Regions from separate parts of the Mus musculus genome. Here region 2 is linked to region 1. A link is a contact called in public promoter capture Hi-C data. All regions are on one chromosome and are shown on one strand. The core of a region is the stretch at or near the end of the contact, and the rest is flanking DNA. Distances in the headings are between cores, read along the strand shown.

The links. Promoter capture Hi-C pulls out the DNA fragments that hold promoters and counts their contacts.
Region 2: a contact with region 1 is called in a promoter capture Hi-C map of pre-B cells, with 5 times the contacts expected there. The contact joins the promoter of Ubac2 here to the enhancer-like site in region 1. A contact is called at or near these places in 6 of 39 promoter capture datasets (fetal liver, hematopoietic stem and progenitor cells, hippocampal neurons and 3 more) and 1 of 115 datasets of contacts at active chromatin or transcription factors (astrocytes).

The regions. Positions count from the first base shown.
Region 1 is chr14:119,005,101-119,010,115 of GRCm38.p6, forward strand. It overlaps Uggt2 (UDP-glucose glycoprotein glucosyltransferase 2), which reads right to left. Exons shown (of 39, transcript NM_001081252.2): 32 at 3,899-3,994; 33 at 2,963-3,047; 34 at 2,045-2,227. Among named protein-coding and RNA genes, the nearest start is that of Dnajc3, 70 kb to the left of the region's middle. Within about 2 kb of position 2,136, at least 375 of the 459 cell types and tissues checked have an H3K27ac peak or open chromatin away from gene starts, as enhancers often do. A contact at or near this core is called in astrocytes, fetal liver, hematopoietic stem and progenitor cells and 3 more, where this site is marked.
Region 2 is chr14:121,875,706-121,880,720 of GRCm38.p6, forward strand. It overlaps Ubac2 (ubiquitin associated domain containing 2), which reads left to right and starts at 2,901. Exons shown (of 9, transcript NM_026861.2): 1 at 2,901-3,069. The coding sequence starts at 3,039. 1810041H14Rik (RIKEN cDNA 1810041H14 gene) reads right to left here and starts at 3,703. Exons shown (of 2, transcript NR_130999.1): 1 at 3,503-3,703; 2 at 1,154-1,306.

The sequences.
Region 1 (5,015 bases), core at 886-3,385:
CCCCCAGAGCTCCTGGGGACTAAATCACCAACCAAAGAGTACACATGGAAAGACCCATGGTTCTAGCTGCATATGTAATAGAAGATAGCCTTGTCAGTCATCAGTGGGAGGCAAGGTCCTTGGTCCTGTGAAGACTCTATGCCCCAGTGTAGGGAAATGCCTGGGCCAGGAAGCAGGAGTGGGTGGGTTAGTGATCAGGGTAAGGGGGAGAGATAGGGGGGTTTTGGAGGGGAAACCAGAAAAGGGAATAACATTTGAAATGTAAATAAAGAAAATATCTAATAAAATTATTAATATTTTTAAAAGTATAATAAGGCCAGAGAAATGAAATAAAGTTGTTAGTTGAATGAATAGTTTGGCTTGGGGAGTTTTGCCCTATCCATCCATCCATCCATCCATCCATCCATCCAAATGTGTATGTCTGTTTATATGCATGTGTGCAGGTACATATGCACGTATGTAAGCATGCATGAATATTTTCGGAGTTGATTGTGACAAAGAGTTGGGCCCGGCCAGAGTGTGGGTATATGAATGTTTGAATGTATATGCGTCTGTGTACATTTGCCTGTATACAGCATCTTAATTCTTTTTTTTTTTTAAAGATTTATTTATTTTATTAATGTAAGTACACTGTAGCTGTCTTCAGACACTCCAGAAGAGGGAGTCAGATCTTGTTACAGATGGTTGTGAGCCACCATGTGGTTGCTGGGATTTGAACTCCTGACCTTCGGAAGAGCAGTCGGGTGCTCTTACCCACTGAGCCATCTCACCAGCCCCAGCATCTTAATTCTTTTCCTTTCCTTCCTCTGTGGTTCACAAAGAGTTAACCAGCTTAGCCAGAGAGGCTTCTGGCTGCTGACTCACCAGAGTAAGGAGCCCAGCAATAAATTTTTGCATTTAGTCCCCTGCTGTTCTACAATGAGGTGATAAATAGTCTCTGGCCTCAGAGCTCAGACGGCAGTGGCTTAGACTTCACCCAGGCAAGGGCCCTGCTCTCTTCTCTGCCGTCTTTTCCTCCCGGTTGGCTTTTGTTTCCAGGTGGCCTCATTCGTGCTTCTGCACTGAGCTCCTCATCCTCCTGCCTCACTCTCTGCAGTGCTGGACTTAGAAAAAAAGCTGCCCCCATCTCCACTCCATGCTTATCAGCAAATTCTAATATAAAACCTGAAAATACACCTTTGTCCTTGATATGTCGTTTATATCCTGTGAATTCACTTTATATACACGAACACTTAAGTATTCCTGCATTAGAAATTCTGTACACTTGTCAAATATTTTCATGATTACTGATGACAAATATCCTGAAATGAGCTAATAATTCTATACATACAGATTTGGAAATGAAGGTGGCTTTTCATTATCTCCAGCTAAATTTAGAGCCTTTCCTAAGTAAGTCATGGACAGATGGAAACTTGATGGTTTCACTGTTGATGGTGGACGCAGGAGAGAAGGGCCACACTCACCACTCACCGCTAACCTTCCCAGCAAGTCAGCAGCTAGAGGAAAACCCGTGCATACCCGCGCAGGTGCGCGGAACCCGTGCATACCCACGCAGGTGCATGGAACCTGTGCATACCCGCGCAGGTGCGCGGAACCCGTGCGTGCCCGCGCAGGTGCGCGGAACCCGTGCGTGCCCGCGCAGGTGCGCGGAACCCGTGCGTGCCCGCGCAGGTGCGCGGAACCCGTGCGTGCCCGCGCAGGTGCGCGGAACCCGTGCGTACCCGCGCAGGTGCATGGAACTGTTTTTATAACGAATAATGTACACATGTCTTAGTTTTACTTGCCAAATTATACAATAATAATAATGGCTGTTTCAGATAGGAACTGCCATGTTGTACGCAGACGGTACTTCTTGTCACACTTTCCCGTCTGCGCACGCTCTGCTAGTGTGTTTTTAAACTCCAGGTTCTTAGTGGATATAAAAAATGTCGTGTCGTGTATGTCTAAAAACTAACAGTGACAATCAATGAGCAATGCAAATCCTCATGTTCATGTTCAGTTAGATGCAAAGCAAGCTTTAGTAAAAAGTAATCGCTCTTGTTACCTGGTCAGCATCAACAAATATGACTTTGTCCACAGCCAGTGGGAAAAGGACATCAAGGAAAAGGATTTTGTAACCCCAAATGATTCGCTGCTTGTCAGTCTGTTGATGAAGCCAGTGGGGCCACTTATACTGCACAAGCTCATACTGGAATCCATATTCCTTAGCCATGTGAGGAATTACCTCCTAGACACATATAACAAATCAAACAATACATTTTAGAAGAAGCTTACTATAAATCATTATAAAGAAACTGAAAACTGCTTAAATACTATTCTAATAAACTTGTTCCCAAGCTGAAAGGGAGTGTGTGAAGGAGGAAGGGGAGGGAGCGGCAGCAGACGTGTCTGTTGGAGGAAGTACGTCACTGGAGGCGGGCTTTGAGAGTGTTGAAAGACTGCTTCAAGCTTGTGGCTCAGCCTCCTGCTCCAGCTCACGCCCACTGCTTGCTGCCTTGCTTCCCCAAACAGACTCCTCAGGAACTGAGACAGACAGGTAGTTAGGCCAATGACCTTCTGGCTGGAGGGAGGGCCTGGCTACTGTGAACAGAGCAAAGCTACAGGCTTACACCTGCGCACTCACCAGTGTTTATGTTATGCACGAAAGCACCGTACGAAGAAGAAACAGAGAGAAAAAGCAAACCAGAAAGGAAAACCCCGTTTTGAAGAGGCATTACTTTTGCCATGAAGTGCTGCAAGGTTTTTATCCAGAGAATGGTTTTTCTAATTAGTGATAGCATCTGCTAGGACGGATCCTGTATTGTGTCATCTCAGTCCATGTGTTTTCCACTCCCATGCCCTATTTGGCAAATACACATTTAAAAACCTCACATTGAAAAGGGAAATGTTTTCAGAGATTACAATGGTAACAAAGAAATTAGTATCAAGCTTTAGCCACATTGTAAAATAGCCATGTGCTTACTTTAAATGTTGGCGAGAGGTAATTCTTCAGAAACCAGAACTTCACGGGAGTTTCGGTGTTCCGCAGAACAGAAAGCATCATAATCCTAAGTCAAAGGACATGGAGACAAATACAGGGTAACTTATATTCAGAGGCCTTTAAATGATGACTTATGAATACACATTGTGAAATATGTAGAGGTAAACTAAAACACCTTCAGACATTATGGCTGTGACAATAGGCAGTGCATAAGGATGTAAGGGTGCAAATATCACAGAGCCACTGTGTGATCAATACAAGGCTTTCAGAAGAGAAGGGACTGGTGCATTCTGGGACTCTGCCATGTGGTTGCTTTACCCAGGCCTTTCAGTGAAGGAGAGAGGCGCGCCCCTGAAAGTGCTCTCTAAAGCACCAGGATCAGAACTGAAATATCTCTGAGGCATTCTTTGTGGTCCTTTATATAAACTCTTAAAAATATTCTTTAAATTCTGAATACCATCTTCTTCTTCTCCACTGACTTCGTTCTTTTTCCAAATATGATATTCCTTCATGGGAAAGGAAAATTTACAATATATATTTTTTCTCATTATCTTGTTAAATTCAACGCATTTCTAACATTAATTAAAACTATTCTAAATCAAATCAAATTAATAAAATTTAAATGTATTTTAAAACTTACATGTAAAAAGCAAGCTGCTCACTGGTGTATACCTTGTTAACATTTAGGCAAGAAGAACGCACAAACCCAGTGGATTTGCTCCTCCAGGGGCCTTTGGCAGAGAATATAAATAATAATAATAATAAATAATAATAATGGCGGGTATGAAAATAAGCTAATACTTTGGCAGAAACGGGAAAAAAAGTTTATTTCCTTTTGAGGTTCATTCTTTCATTTTGCTGAATTCCGATCTGTGTAAATGTGTAACTTTCTGAAACTATGAGAACCTTCTCACCTACCTTAGAAAACGCTCATATAAATGGCCAGAAGCAACTGAAAAAATGTTCAGGATGTCATTTTCCTTTTTCTCATCTTTATGCAGACTTTTTGTGAAGCTTGTAATAGAAATACATGACAGTGAATTATTAGCATTTATTAGTATATATTATAACTGTAACATGTAAATAATATGCATCAAAACACCATTACATTGAATAGCCATCTGTGCTGACAGTTGTGAGATATTTATATTATAGTATGTTAAATGTTGGGGGTATCATTTGAGCTCTGTGAGCTTTTGTAGACATGGAATGAAATTAAACTTTTTCCATTTTCCATAGTTACATAAAGTTTTGTGACTTCTAAGAGTTCTTTTGAGAATCAAGAATGAAGTACAGCCTGCCATGTTCATACCTCGTGTGCTGGATCTTAAATGACCAATAGTGTGGGAAGCAACAATACATTAAGCAGAAGTGTCAGTCATGGACAACAGGGTTTCTGGGTTTCCAGTAGGAGTGTGGATGTTGGTCATGAAGCATGCACCTCTAAAACACTATGTAACATGCCTGCAGAGGTCCAGAAAAAGATTCACTGAGCACAGGGCCTGCTCTGTGGAACCCTGCCCAGGTCAAGCGATGGGATCCCAGGGCTAGGCAGAGGAAAGCAGAATCCTGGGGACTTGGTGCTGGCAAGTCTAGCACACAGTGTTAATGGATGGTTGCACTCAGTAAGCAACCATCTCAGAAAACAAGGTGAGCGGCAGCAGAGCAGGCCCATTGGACTGATGGATGGGTGTGTGACACTGACATGGCTGTGTGACACTGACTTTGTACATGACACAGTTGTACCTCACACTAAAGTTACTACTGGTGGGCTGCTGGCAGCCCTGCTTTTCTAGAGTGTAAGTTCAGCTTCCACACTGCACAGCTTACAATCACCCCTAACTCCAGCCTCTCGGAATCTGACTCCCTCACTGCCCGCTGAGTACACTGCACACCTGTGGCACACACTCTTTCTTCACACACACTTTTCTTTTTGTTGTTTAAAGTGACTGCTTAGGCCATGAGTTCAAGGCCTGCCTTTGCCACTCAGTGAGTGAGAGAACTTGTCTGAAAAGAAAAGAAAGAGTGTCAGAGC
Region 2 (5,015 bases), core at 1,651-4,150, 2.9 Mb after region 1:
TTATTGAGGTAAGGGTCCTCTGTGTAATAGTCTTGGCTGTCCTGGACCTTGCTTTGTAGACCAGGCTGGCCTTGAACTCTCAGAGATCCACCTGCCTCTTCATCCCGAATGGGAGTGCTGGGACTAAAGGCATGTGATAGGTGCCTATGATAGGTGCATGGCCTTTGATAGGTATTTCTAAAGGGCTAATGAAGATTTTAGCTAAATCCACTTTTAGTAATTATATTAACTAAGTCTTTTGAATTCCAAGTAAATTTCCCATAGATTAAAACATATCCTGAAAACATAAGCTAACTTGCTAAGTCCTTTGTGAGTGGATTATCTAGCCTGCTATTATGAATATATTTTTAGATCTAGATTGCATTACTTTTTAAGCCTTAAGATTAACAATGTACACAGCTGGAAAGATGGTTCAGCCTTGGAGAGCACTGCCTGTTCTTTCTTTCTTTCTTTTTTTTTTTTTTAAGATTTATTTATTTATTATATGTAAGTACACTGTAGCTGTCTTCAGACACACCAGAAGAGGGCATCAGATCCCATTACAGATGGTTGTGAGCCACCATGTGGTTGCTGGGATTTGAACTCAGGACCTTTGGAAGAGCAGTCGGGTGCTCTTACCCACTGAGCCATCTCACCAGCCCCCTGCCTGTTCTTTCTTATGTCCCAGGTTTGGTCCTAGCATCTACATGGTTGCTCACAACCACCAGTAACTCGTTTCAGAGGATCTGGTGTCCTCTGCTGGTCTCCTTTGACACTAGGCACACACATGGTGCACCTACATACATACAAGCAGACCCTCATACATGTTAAATAAAAATGAGCCTTTTAAAAAAACATTAGGAATACTGTTCTAAGCCACTGTCTTCCAAACTAGCCTTTATCTACTACAGATAGGAACTGTGAAGAAATCTCTGAGAATGATTAAACGCTGAAAATGTTAAAATTCTTCAATATTAACCCTGCGTGCAACTTAATCCCTTCGCTTAACACTTCTGACATAGGTAAAATATATATCTAAGTTGTCCCATATTTTGGTATCACTACTTTTTTATTATAAAAACAAAATTATGTACACTTGTTACAGAGTAAATATTTTAAAACAACAGAATGGGAAATGCTTTATTTCAGGTGCAGAACAAGACGATCAAGCCTCTTTTCACAAAATAATCTTTAATTCAAGGAGCTAATGGGTTCTCAGTAAGATTTTTGGTGACTTGGGTTGTCAGTGACTTGCACACTGGCTGTTGCTACTTCTTGGTGTTTATAAATCCAGGTGACCAGAACTGCTGCACTGATGTTCACGATACTGGAAGAGGAAAAAAAAAAGTGTTTCCTGTGGAATAATTTTCAAGAGTTTCAAGTTTTGACCACTTCATTTTTGGTATATTTCCACTCAAGTGTTTTCATTTCCTATGAGCCCTGAATTTGTGACGATTGAGTTTTCATGTTGATATCAGTCAGTATGTGCAACTGCTACAAAACTTCTGACTACTGTTCATCTCACAGCTTTCTATCTTTTCAGATTTCAGATCTTCCAAACATACTAATGTTCAACGGAATGAGGAATTTACTTCATTTCTTCCTCTCTAACCCTGATTAGATAATAACCTTTTATAGTTTATATTAGTTTACCATAAGTGGTTACTATCTATAATATATAGGACTTAAGTAGACAGGATTAAATTTCAAAACAGTAATTTAAGAGACATAATGTGACTTTGAAGCTTTCCTTAAATCTACACTATCCCCCTCGTTTCTATGTATTTAACCACTATAGGGCCATTTCTTAGATGAATCAGGCAAAAATGTCCAAATTCAACCATTCAGTTTTGACACCGGGTACTTTCCTAGGCAAACCATTTTAAGGAAGAATGCTTTTAATGCCTGGCTCAATACCCTGTGGGGATTCCCTGCGCACTTCTCTCTTTTTAGTTTGTTGTGATGTTTTGGATGAAGTATATGAAGAAAAGCTCACCCAGAGTAGGTCTGGAATTAGAAAAGCAAGCACTTAGATTAAATGGCATTTTTCCCTCCATAAAATGTCAAAGTTTAAATGGTGGCTTCTAGATTACTTGCAACTGGGGATCTGCCTTAACACGCACTTGGTCGTCCTGCAGTTCCAGTTGGTTTATCAGGCGCTGGTTAATTGGAAAACCTTACTACTCATGGATGAAAAAGAACGGGAAAGGAAAAATACACGTTTTAGCATTACTACAAAAATCGGCCGGGTCTTCTGAACACCCTTCAGTGCTCCCAGGGACCCCATAGTTTGAGAACCAGTCTTAAGTGGGCTACAGATTTTGTGGGAATCAGCTTCTGCGAAGATCATAAGGAAATAATTTTCCTGCGAAATAACTCAACTGGATGAACATACAGTCCCCCCCCCCCCCCCCAAGCCCTGGCTGTCCTGGAACTCACTCTCTAAGACCTGGCTGGCCTCGAACTCAACCTCCCAAGTGCTGGGATTAAAGGCGTGCGCCACCACTGCCCGGAACAGAAAGCTAAGTGTATTTTTAAAACTTTTTCTTCTACTAGCCGTCTTGTCCACCCTCACCCCAGCAACCCCAGGTGCTTGGTGGGTCACCGGAAGCAGACTGTTCACTGAGCGCCAAGGCCCACACGGAAGTACTGAGCATGCGTGGGACTCGCGGCCGTCTCGCCCAGTGAAAGGTCAGAGGTCTCGAGAAAGGCCTGGTGTTCTGTGGCGGAAGAACCGGCTCGCTCACGGCGCTTCACGCCGTAAGGTTCTGTACTGGGAATTCTGGCATGCGCCAAACCCGCCCCGAACTACCGGAAGCAGCTACCATCCGGCTCGCCCGCACCTACGCACTTCCTCTCTGGGAAGGAAGGGGCGGGCTCTGGCCGAGTGTGCACGCCCCACGGGCTGCGCATGCGCCTTCTTCCTGGCGGCTCCGGAGCGCCTCGCCGGGCCGACTTCGCTCGCTGGTTGACAGTGCGCCTGCGCGGTCGCTGGGGGCTCTCCACCTCTGCCTCCCCTCCCCCTGACGCCCCGCGGGGGCTCCGGGCCCGGCGGGACCATGTTCACCAGCACCGGCTCCAGTGGGCTTTGTGAGTACCGGTTCCCTCATCCTTGGGCCGCCCTTCGCTCCATTCCGAGCTCTTCCCGGACCCGGCTCGGGGCAGCGGGGGACTCGGGGTTGCAGGAGGCTGGGGGCCCCTTGCCTCCCGCGCCCGAGCCTTGTCAGTTCTTGCTCTTAGGGGGCAGCGGGCGCCGCACCCACCATAGCCCCGAGGGCCGAGGGGGTGCCACGTCCATTCCGCTCCCGGCGTCTCCCACAAGGTGCGCAGCAGCTCCTGCCCTGCTGCAGGTGGGCTGGGCAGTTAGGGTCCAGCCGGGTGCCCCGCTCATCTCGTGGCCCGGGCCCACGCACGCACTTGGCGACTCGAGTGCGGGGCTGGAAGATGTTCCCGTGGGGGCGACGCTGGAACCCTGCTCGGTTCCCTCTCCCCCTTCATTCATACAGGCTTCTTTGGGACCCACCTGATTCCTGGAACGTGTGAATTTCATCCTCCGCTCCAGAATCTGCCCCCTCAATATTAACTTCCACGTACATCTTACCCGTTGTCCTTGAAGAGTTTTTGCGAGCTGAAAAAGTGAGCGCTTTTCAGTGAAGTTAGGAAGTCACTTGGCAAGAGAATGCAAGCTTTGCTTCTGGATGCCGCTGCACTCTCCAGGAGTGTCTGCGGTGGTCAGCAGGTAGAGGGCGGAGAAGTTTATTCAACCTCCAGGCACCCCCCCCCCCCACGACATTATGTTGAGTTGACTTTAGAGAGTGGACTCTTAACTAAACAGTGTTGAGATTAGGCATTGATACACTAACAGCAAACTGTTTGAACAAGCCGCAGTTCGCAGTTTCTTTCTCTGTCGGTATTTCCCATCTCTGCGTGTGAAGTTAATGTTGCTAGAGCACAGAAGTGCCTGGCATCTCCAGATGGTACATTCTGTTGTGAACGTCATGAGCCTTTCAAAGAACACTCCTGTTACATAGTCTGAGAGCTGACTGTCAGAGCCAGCGACATAATTTAAAGTCGTCCTCACCTCTCACCGTAATCTCAGGCTTTGAAGTAGGTTTAATGTTGTTTATGATCTCCATATTTAGTACCTAATTTAAGTTATGGAAACGTTGACGTATTGGCCCCAGAATCCATCAGAACTACTAGTGAGTTGGTCTTCAAACTACTGTTTGGATGAATAAGGTAGTGTGGCTTTCCTAGGGTTACACTATGTGGGTGGATCTGTCAACAGCAGATTTCTTCGATTTTAGTTGTTCTCAGCATCTTGAGGCACCCTTTTGTACCAAACATGTAAAAGTTAAAAAGTGACAGTCTGGGGACATGGCTCAGTGGTTATGAAGCTTGTCCTGCAGGCATGAATATCTGAGTTCTAATTCTCAATACCCATGTAAAAGCTAAGGCATGCAGTGTGTGTCTATAACTCACCAGTGAGAGGTGGAGGCAGGAGATTCCCCAGGGCTTTGCTGGCCAGCCAGTTTACTGTGTCAAAAAAAGTGGAGTGATTCAGAAAGACATCCCAATATCAGCATGCACACAGGTATACACGTGCACACACACGTGCGCACACATATGCACACGGGAGAAATCTGATCGAGGGCAGCACAGTATGGATTAGGTTGTAGTCGCATTTGTAGCACAGCTTTAAGAAAGGTAATCATTTGTTATAGCTGGCATGGGTGCGTGTTGAACAGGTGTGTTCTCAGGGCCAACTGTAGCCTAGGGAAAGCTGAGGTTATAGGTCCCTCTTGAGCTCCCTCGAGCCGGTGTTCAGAGCGGAGGAGTTACTGGGATGGCTTAGGTCATGCTTTAGGTGTGCATTTGACAAGCATCCAGGACCTGTGAACTGTTTGGTTTTGGAAACACGGTGTTAGGCAAGTCTTAGGTTCAATGTTTCTGATTTTGACAATAGAGCTTAGTGGTGGTTCTCCCTAGATCAGTCATTTGGCCGTTCCTGAATGTAATGACTTTTTCTTTTTCTT